2 separate regions of the Gossypium arboreum genome follow, and region 2 is linked to region 1. Evidence: chromatin contacts called from public Hi-C data. All regions are on one chromosome and are shown on one strand. Each heading gives the region's core, a stretch centred on a gene start, on an enhancer-like site or on the middle of the called end of the contact. The rest is flanking DNA. Distances are from core to core; before and after follow the strand shown. Region 1 holds the start of LOC108451079 (protein PHLOEM PROTEIN 2-LIKE A10-like). Region 2 holds the start of LOC108470538 (GTP-binding protein At3g49725, chloroplastic).

Region 1 (4,621 bases), core at 725-3,224:
TTGTCAGTTATTAGAGTACAAATTTGTGGTCAGTTGAGAATAAGAACTGAAAAAGATGATGAAGGAAGGTAAAACCCTAAATTGAAATGAGGTAGAATGAAATTTTTAGAAGCAGCATGCTTCTCTCCTTCCCATAGGTGATTTGGGTCCTTATTTTAATTTATTTATTGTTTTTATCAGTTAGGTTTTTTCCAATCCCCTACAAGTTTGCATGTTCGTTTGTACCATTTTTTTGACATAGTAGTTAACTACTCAAAATGTCCGAATCCGGCCAAAAATAGTGCTTAGCATGTAGGAGAAACTGTCTTGAGATATAGGCCATTTATAAAGCTTTGATCATGTTTGTCTTTTTCTTAATATTCGTTTGCCACAAATAAGAAAGGGTCTTGAAAGAAGCAAATTAAGATGATGTTGGCACCGAGTAACTACAAAACAGGTGACCTCTTGCCGCCATACTGCGAAGGTAAAGATTTACTTACGGTTAGAATATTCTTTTACTTATTTGTGTCCCCCCTGCTGATGAAGTTTATCAAATACTTATCTAAACAAATGCATGCATCCAAATACACTCACGCAAAAGAAACAATGGCCATTCTTTGGCTCAACCTGGAACCCAAAAAAAAAGGGTCATCTCCCCTTAAATTAATCCAAGTTGCACTAAGTGTTGAGTGTGCATCCAATATGAATATGTGCATGATGCAAATAAGCAACTAAAGTCAACCGGTAATACATGTAAGAGAAAATTTCAAAAAGAAAAAAACGAACAAAAGACGGTTTGCATTTATACCAGTTAGTACTGTTCCGCTGGCAACATTCAATGAAATGTAGCAAATTTGCAGTCGACGTATGGCATGGATTAAAATGCTTCTTTCTGGTTGCAGAAGTAAATGTGAGCCATTAAAGGCACTTCATTAGCACTAGAGTAGTAGAGTTGTAGGCCATAGCAGAAGCACCACGTTGAAGCTTACTATACAATTGTTGCAGATTAGGCATGAGCTAAACAACTATTACTCTTATTCGAGAATGAAAACTAAATTGAATCGACTCCATAGGCTTAAAATACTTGTAAATACAAAGATTTTATAAATTCCAAATATGTACAAGTAATGAAGCTAAAGATTAATTATTACAAATTCCAACATGCATTTTATTCATGAAAGCAACTTAACATAGAGCGAAGAAATGAACACATGGAGGCGTTGGTGAAAACTATAGGATGACATGACTTGGTGAAACAACTTGTGCTAGCACCAAGATCCAAACACCACCAAGAATGTGCAAGCACAGAGACAGACATATGGTGGCAACAACTGAAGACTTTGCACTAACATATCTCACTATCTCAAGACCACCTTCAACGACAGCTTCTTGAGCAACCTTGACACATTTTTTCATGTCTTGACATACCATCTCCAACAAAACTTCAAGGAATGCTCTAACTATTTCGAATGCAATCCTTCCACTCATATCAACAACAAATTTCTTATTTCTTGGCTCTGATAAAGTTGATGACACTTTTCTAACCCACCCATCATCATCATTATCATCATCATTGACATCATCAGGTGAGTCCTTTGAACTATTAGAATGTGTCAAAACTTGATGAGATATTTTGACAAGAGCCTCCATTGCACCATTAGAAGTAGTGATCAACAAGTTCCTCAGTTGTGTTGCATGGTTGGGGTTAGTCAACCCTGCAAAGAGCTCATCAAAAGTGTTGGCATCTTTAGTCTTTTCAAGATAAACGCCCACCATAGAGTTAACAAAAACTTGAATACAATCACCAATCAGCTCCCTAAACTCATCACCACACACCAAATTCAGCCAGCACGGAGTCAAATTTGAGTTCGAATCTCCTTTAGATTGCAGTTCTTTACATGCTGCCATAACCAGATTCCTAGCAAAGCTTTCAACATTAGCGGAAGCAAAACCAGCACCAGTTTCAGTAAAAAGCTTATCCATAACTTGATCCATTGAACGAGATTTGGCATTTAAGGTATCACCACTTCTTGCCTCCGATTGATAACCACGTAAAATTCCCACAGTCAGGCCTTGTGTAACCCTTGCTATGGACTGTGAAAATTCATTGGACTTGGTGATTTTCGAAACTTGTTTCAAAGTATTAGGAATTTGGTCTAATTTTGATAAGAGAAAACCATTCAAATCATTAGAAACAACTCTTATTATTTTAGCACAATCAGAGATGGCTTAAGTAATGGAAACCAAAGCTCCTAAAAGCTTTAAAACTCTGTTTCTCTTTTGAGCTATAGCAGGAAAGTGATAAACTCTATAGAAACCATAACTGGTTAAACCAAAAATCGCCATTAAAGCAACCCATTTCTTCTTCTTTTGGGAAAAATCCAAACCCTTTAAAGCCAATTACAGCTCCATAAGTTGCTAAGACAAAACTCTTCGAAAAAAGCCAAGAAAACTCACCTCAAACTCAAATGAAGTCTCCCTCTTCCTTCAAATGAAGTCTTCTAGCCCACATATATAAAAGAAAATAAGCAAAGTTTTTTTTTTTCAATCTAAGGTAAATGGTTATTACAAGTACAAAGAACATGAAAAGGAATAGATAAAAACAGAAACAAGATCAAACTTAAACTATATTGTAGAATGCAAAGACGTCAAAGCAGTTGCAGAATAATAGAGCAGTCTGTCGCAGGGATAATATTTGATTTGCATATAATATTTATTTATGCAAAAAAAAAAAAAAAAGAAAGAGAGGAATGATAAGCAAATTCAAGCATTCATTATTAGGTTTTTGAAGTTTTTAAGTTTCAACGACCACCAGAAAATTTACAACACGTTTGGTTGGCATGAATAGACAAACTATTCCTGGATGATTCGGTGATAAGCAGCTATTCATTAGTTTGGTTCACTGAATCCTCCATTCGACAGAATTTCATTCATCTCCCATTCCGCCTCTTCCCGTAATAGCCATTCCCCACCTGATTTAAAGAATAGCAATACAGAGCCTCCACCGAATAAGAAAAAAAACATAACCTCCCATTCTTACCCTTTACCACTCTCCCTCAGCAAACATCTTAAGCCACCACACCCCAACCCTGTCTCCTAGTTCTCGTTTAGTTATTCTCATCCCACGACCATCATCGACAGAAATCTCGACATTATAAAAAGCATCCCCAAAGTTGAGACGAGTAAGGTTATTATTCCCCTCAATCTCACCTCCATTGTGAGAATTTCATCTCTTTACTTCTCTGCTTGTATTTCATTAGAAAGGGGTTGTGAAAAAAATGAGTTTTCAAAAAAAAATTGGTCAACTGGTTGATCCGATTATTTTAGGGCAATTTAGGGTTAGAAAGCTAAGCTTGGTTTATTCGAATTGTTGGGCATTTCTGTTTATTGTAAGGGATTTCAGGTTGCTTGTCTCAATAGTAAGGGATTTCAATTTCAGGTTGGAATTTGTTGTTTGTGGTAAATGGGTTGAAGGGGCTTTGGATTTTGAGCTTTGAATCAGTTATAGAGTTTTTGAGCAAGAAAAAGAAAAAGAAAATAGAGGCGGGGGAGATGAGGAAATCGTTTTACTAGTAAATTTGCCATTACTTTACTTCTTCTTCTTTTTTTTCAATTTTGATTCTGAAATGTTGGGCTAGTTACAGTGTAAGCTGAACAAAGCATTTCAGTTGAAAAAATCTTTGAGGTTAAATTAAAGAGAAATTTGACATATGTGTTAATAAGCTTTGTTTATTTTTGAATCTTAATGCTTAGAGAATCATAAGTTATTTGATGGGTTATTTGATTGCTTAGTGTTTCAACAATCTTAGCATCTGTACCAGCATTCATGATTTTCTCTTAGCAATGAAGACTCTGTATATCTATAATTAGTAGTGTGAATTGTATTGATTTCACCGATATTTGATTGCTTACAAAATTGGTGGATGTTTCTTTGAGTCGTTTCTGCATTTACTTATTTTTGATCATTTTCATTTAAGATTTACCCCCCCAAATAATTTTGGAAATGTATTTCATATCAATAAGCTTGGACAATATTTTTAACTGAAATTATGCATCTATATGTCAGGCTCACATGCTCAAACTTATGATACTTTGAAGGGCAACAGTGGTGGTCAATCATGTATGCTCAACCTATCAGAAGATAATATCCTGGACACTGTGGGAGTCATTTGTGTTGACACTGAAAGAAATATAGCATAGGAGCCTCCAGTGGTGGTATTGCACTGAAGGTGATAACTACTAGACGAAACTGTATTTCTTAGTTCATTCCTCTTTGAGGCTATATGATTTATGAGACACTTTTTCCCACAATTGTGATAGGTCTCTGGTCGTGTGGGATTAGCAGCAATGTATGGTGCAGGCTGTTGGGCCTCCTCAAAAGGACCCTTTGGGGCTCGTTTCATAGTTGGTTGTTGTGTTAGCGGTGCTGGAGAATACCTAATGAAAGGATTTTTAGCTCGGGAGTGCTGTGTCTCATCGTCACTGTAGGATTCTTTTGGATTTATATGACTAACAGGAATTTGTTCCCTTTACATGAAGAAAGTTTTAGTTATCCTAAATGGACCTTGTCGAGTTAGGTTGTCTCTGCTTGTATATCTTTTTATTAATACAAAAGTAGTATAATAGGATACGATCTTTTGAA
Region 2 (4,621 bases), core at 1,512-4,011, 410 kb before region 1:
TCCAATTAGGCAAAAGCATCCATCCTTTTACTTATAACAAAGAATTTAACTTCGAGGAAAAATTGTTTTAAAGAATAAATATACCTTGCATCACTATACAGATTACTATCTGAGAGTGCACTAATTAATGTAGACTTCCCCTGTTAATTGAGAAAAAGGGTAAATGTTGAGCATGAGAAAATAGAGGGAAAAAACACAAGATATCTCTAACTTGTTAGTCTGGTTGAAACAAAATGCAGTTTTGGTCAGAATTTGGCCACCTACAGCATTTGTGTATCCTACAACAGCAACAGTAGCTAAACCTCGGCCATCAAGTCCACCTCGTTTCTTACGAGCTGCACGTTGCACAGCTCGGGTACGGCGAACCTCTTCAATCTGGGATAACAAATGATTCCGCCGCTCCAAGATTCTGAGAAGTTCGAGTCAGCGAACATATAAACACACACTAAGTTAATAAGGATTATGATAACAGAGCACAGTAAAAAGTAGCTAGTTATAAAAGAGCAACATACAGAGACTGAAAACAGGCATGCCACAATCCAAATAGCCAGATCCAAATTGAGATGAGAGGACAAAGGATGAATAAAATAGTCAATATGGATAGCTAGAAACCTCTAATAAAAGAGCACACACTTCATAGTTATCACCATCTTAGAAAGGAAGGGATATAATCAACAAGGCAATGCTAAAGCAGAATATCCTAAGCTGCCATTAAATAAAGAAGTGTAGACATTCTTGAATGTATTCAGTTATTATGGAGGGGATGGGGCATCTCCAGATAATAATAGAACAGACATTGCCCATTAAAAAAGAAATTTCAAAAATCAAGAACAACTATAGCATGCATATAAAAATTCGCATGGAATCCAGGTCATCATGACATTTATCAGTACATACGCATCTGAGACAGCTTCACACACACACACACACACACACATATATATGTAGCATAAAGAACAAACCTTCGGCGTTGAAGCTGCAGTTCAGTTTCTCCAGCACCACTGATGAAACCACGACCCCCACTTCCTCTCCTGCAACCAATACATAGGCATAATCAAAACTATTTCTAAGAATAGACAATTATTAGTGACAAGCATTTATGTACATGACAAATGAATACGTTGAGGGGAGAGAGAGAAATCAAAACTGTTTGAACTTTGAACTATGGAAACATTTCAATCTTCAAAAGAGAATATTGGAAAAAAGAAAAAAACATTTACCCATTACCCCACCCTATAAAGTTAATTTCAACTTAGTCTCAGGTCATAGTGTTTTTCCTATTTGGTTAAAAGAAAAAAAAGGAAGGATTTATAATCTAAGGCAGCTAGAATAATGGTCCAAATCATCTTGGGAATCTTCAAGCTTTATAATCTAGTCCTATTTTGTTCTACAGGGAACTCGGGCCTCACCCTCGTGCACTAACAACTTCAACTTCTCCACTAGCCCCAAACGTATTGCGGCCGTCCAGCCTGCGTACACGGACAAGTCTACTCTTCTTGTACATAAGAGCTGCTAACTCAGCCTGCATAATAGCAAGTGAAACAAGTCTTAGTGAAAACAGTGGAATACAAAATGCGATGCCATGCCAAGTAAAGCCAGGAATTGCACCTGTAACTTGGCTTCCTTAGTGTGTGCATGAGCATTGAATATTTCTATTATAAGGCCAACACGATCTAAGACAGGTTTTCCCAAAATTCGCTGCCAAAGAAAATAGCAAATATATTAGCAAAACACATTACAGTACAGCTTGAGTTTCCATTGCCACCAAAAGAATGAGAGAAATTAGACAGCCAGTACTTACCTCTAAATTACGTTGCTGTACTCCAGACAGGATGATATTGACAAAAACAGCATCAACTCCATCCTAGTAAAACCATATGGTGATAGATAAGGTTTCCACGGTTGCATTAAAATCATAAGGTCGTTACGAAGAACATAAGAAGAAGCTGTCTTGCCTTGGATTCCAGAGCATTCAAATGGCATTTGATGTTTTCTACAGTTCCAGGTCCAAAATACGTGTCTAGAAATAAAAAATAAAAATAAAAACCAAGAACAAAACGTTAAAGAAAGAAGTGACTAGAAACATGATTAAACAAGAGAGTCGAGATACCAGCGCGGATTTTGGCAGATTTAAGAGAAGGGTTTTGGACAACAACATGAGGAGGCAACTCCTTATCGAAGAAATCAGAATGAAAGTAGCCATCACGTTGTTCCTCAAGGGAGTTAGCTAAACAAAGAGCCTCGTTGAGCTTGGCCTGCAAGAAAGTAGCGGGACGAAGACGAGGCTGGACAACAAAAAGGCGAGGTGGGTCAGATGGGTACCTGCTGAAAACTGAACCGGCGGCGCTTTGATTGTCTTCGGAGCCTTTGTTGAAAGTTGAGTATGATGATGAAAGAATGGAAAATGGAGAAGAAGGAGCAAATTGAGATCGGGACCTGAGGGAGGACCGTGACCAAGTGAGAATTCTTAGCATTTCTCTGAAAATTTTGCAGTTTCTAATGAAATAGAAAATGGCCCTGGAGTGGGACTGTGGGAGGAACGTTCTTCTTTCGCTTCTCTAGTACTTGATCGAGGGGAGGGGTTGACGGTCGGTCATGTTTTAGCCCTTCAGCTTATAAAATTAAAACCCTCGGAGCCCATCTCCTACTTTTACTACGACTACATCCCTGTCCAACTCATTCACCATTTTGAGGATCCAAAATTTGCTTTTTCGGCCTTGTATTTTAGCAAGTAGCCCCATTTACTCAATATCATTTTTAAAAAACCTTTCTCTATTCAAATTAAAATTTTCATATTCATTGTTAAGTAAAATTTATCCTGTAAATTTAATTTAGGTAATGTGTCTTAAATATAACATTCTTTTTTTTTTTTTCAGAACGTAGTTTTATATAGCTTATTGCATGTTTATGAATGACGGCTTTCTTCCAGCTTCCATTGTGTTTTGTCCAAGTGATATTTCTTCACTCAGTGTTTTGATTGTTGAAATCTATTTACTCAACAATGATGAATCTTTTCTTTTATTATTTCTCACAGTGTAATACAACAAATATAAAGTACATTGGTTTTTGCCACAACTTTTTTCAAAAATGAATGAACAGTTCGCACAGTTGAACAATGTCCTAGGATGCACTCATCATTTATCAGTCATTCCTCTAAACCTTGGGTGCTAAAAGATGACGCTACCATGATGGGGTAGATCAATCAACGGGCGGAGTTCGATATACTGCTGGAACAGTGGCAAGAAAGAACATTTGTCTCACTCCTCCTGCTTTGATTATGGGGAAAATAATACCTGATGCACTCTGCATGAATGAGGGAAAAAAATCATCGCAAGGTGGCGAAATCCAGTTCAACATACACAGCTTTCATACTTTTAGCTTTGATTTTAACTTGAGCTAACAAATATTAATGGAAACCTTTGTCCCATGGTATCTATTGAAAATTTGTGAGGAATGTCAAATAAATTGTACAGGTAGAATATCTATTTCATACAAGTAGAGAGCGGTCCCAAGGAAAACAAGAGGAAAGAGCAAAGTCTAAAAGAGGCATTAACTGTATAAAGAATGGAACAATACATACCGAAATTAACCTAGCTCCAATTAGCATGCGTCCAAGTGAAGGAAATGGTAAGAGTAGGCGACCAATTCCATAACTTCCAACAGCAAAGAAATGAAGTACTAGACTCAATGGGCAAGGGTTTAGACCAGAGAGTAAAGCCACTGGTCCTGTTGAGATATCACCCCCAAGGCTTAAATAGTCGAAACAGGCTTCTTGCGATTCTGACCCTGCTTAATCAAGGGAAGCAGAAAACACCTTGTAAAGAGCACCGGCCAGCGTATTTATTGTAGAAGCCACGGGCTGCAGTACACAACCAAACAGAAAATTTTGAAAATAAGTAATAACATCTCTGATTCATTGTATATCTCTAAACTTGCAAAAATATTAAACCTTGGGGAGGCCTACTTATATTTTTGGGAGGGCCATAATATATCTACAAAGAGCTAAATTGCAAAAATTTTAAACTTGGGGGGTATGGCCCCCCTGGGCCTCTACTAGGCTTCGCCATTGGGCATAATGTCAGTGGTCAAACCTAGAATTGAAGAATTTTTTTCCTTTTATGTCAAGAACATTGCTAGACCATTCAGATTTTTGAAGATGATGCCAAAACCTAGTGCTGTTGGAACGAAACGAAACGAAATACACAATCCTAGCTAGTTAGTTAGAATCAAAGCATGTGAAGCCAACTATAGACATGGGGCACAAAGCAAATCAAATGGTGAAAGAGCTATTGTTACTACAATAGGATCGTAGAGTAAGGAGCCAACTAACCTTGCGTAACGTGTAAAATGATTCGAAATACTTAGCCAGGGAATCTGCATCATGAAGGTCATGCAGAGGCCTAAGAAGATCCCGAAGTACAGCGATATCAGACAATGCGACAGTCATTCCTCCGCCAGTTAAAGGATGACGCATGTTGAAAGCATTACCCATTAGAAGTGCTCCAGGAATCTGATGAGGATCAGCTGGCATGCTTCTATTTGGCATGGTTCTAATATTACCTTTGTCAACAGCAGCAATGAAAGCTTCACAAAGCTCAGGTGGAACCTGAAACAGACACTC

The links. Hi-C and Micro-C count contacts between places; a contact is called where the count stands out from the background.
Region 2: a Hi-C map of leaf shows a contact between it and region 1, with 1.9 times the contacts expected there. The contact joins the promoter of LOC108470538 here to the promoter of LOC108451079 in region 1. A contact is called at or near these places in 2 of 5 Hi-C or Micro-C datasets (both in leaf).

The regions. Positions count from the first base shown.
Region 1 is chr11:42,247,451-42,252,071 of ASM2569848v2, reverse strand. LOC108451079 (protein PHLOEM PROTEIN 2-LIKE A10-like) reads right to left here and starts at 1,974. Exons shown (of 1, transcript XM_017748813.1): 1 at 1,210-1,974. The coding sequence starts at 1,974. The coding sequence ends at 1,210. It also overlaps the pseudogene LOC108451080.
Region 2 is chr11:42,659,161-42,663,781 of ASM2569848v2, reverse strand. It overlaps LOC108470538 (GTP-binding protein At3g49725, chloroplastic), which reads right to left and starts at 2,761. Exons shown (of 13, transcript XM_017771887.2): 1 at 2,111-2,761; 2 at 1,956-2,020; 3 at 1,802-1,864; 4 at 1,609-1,698; 5 at 1,410-1,522; 6 at 963-1,031; 7 at 265-409; 8 at 85-140. The coding sequence starts at 2,474. It also overlaps the pseudogene LOC108471682.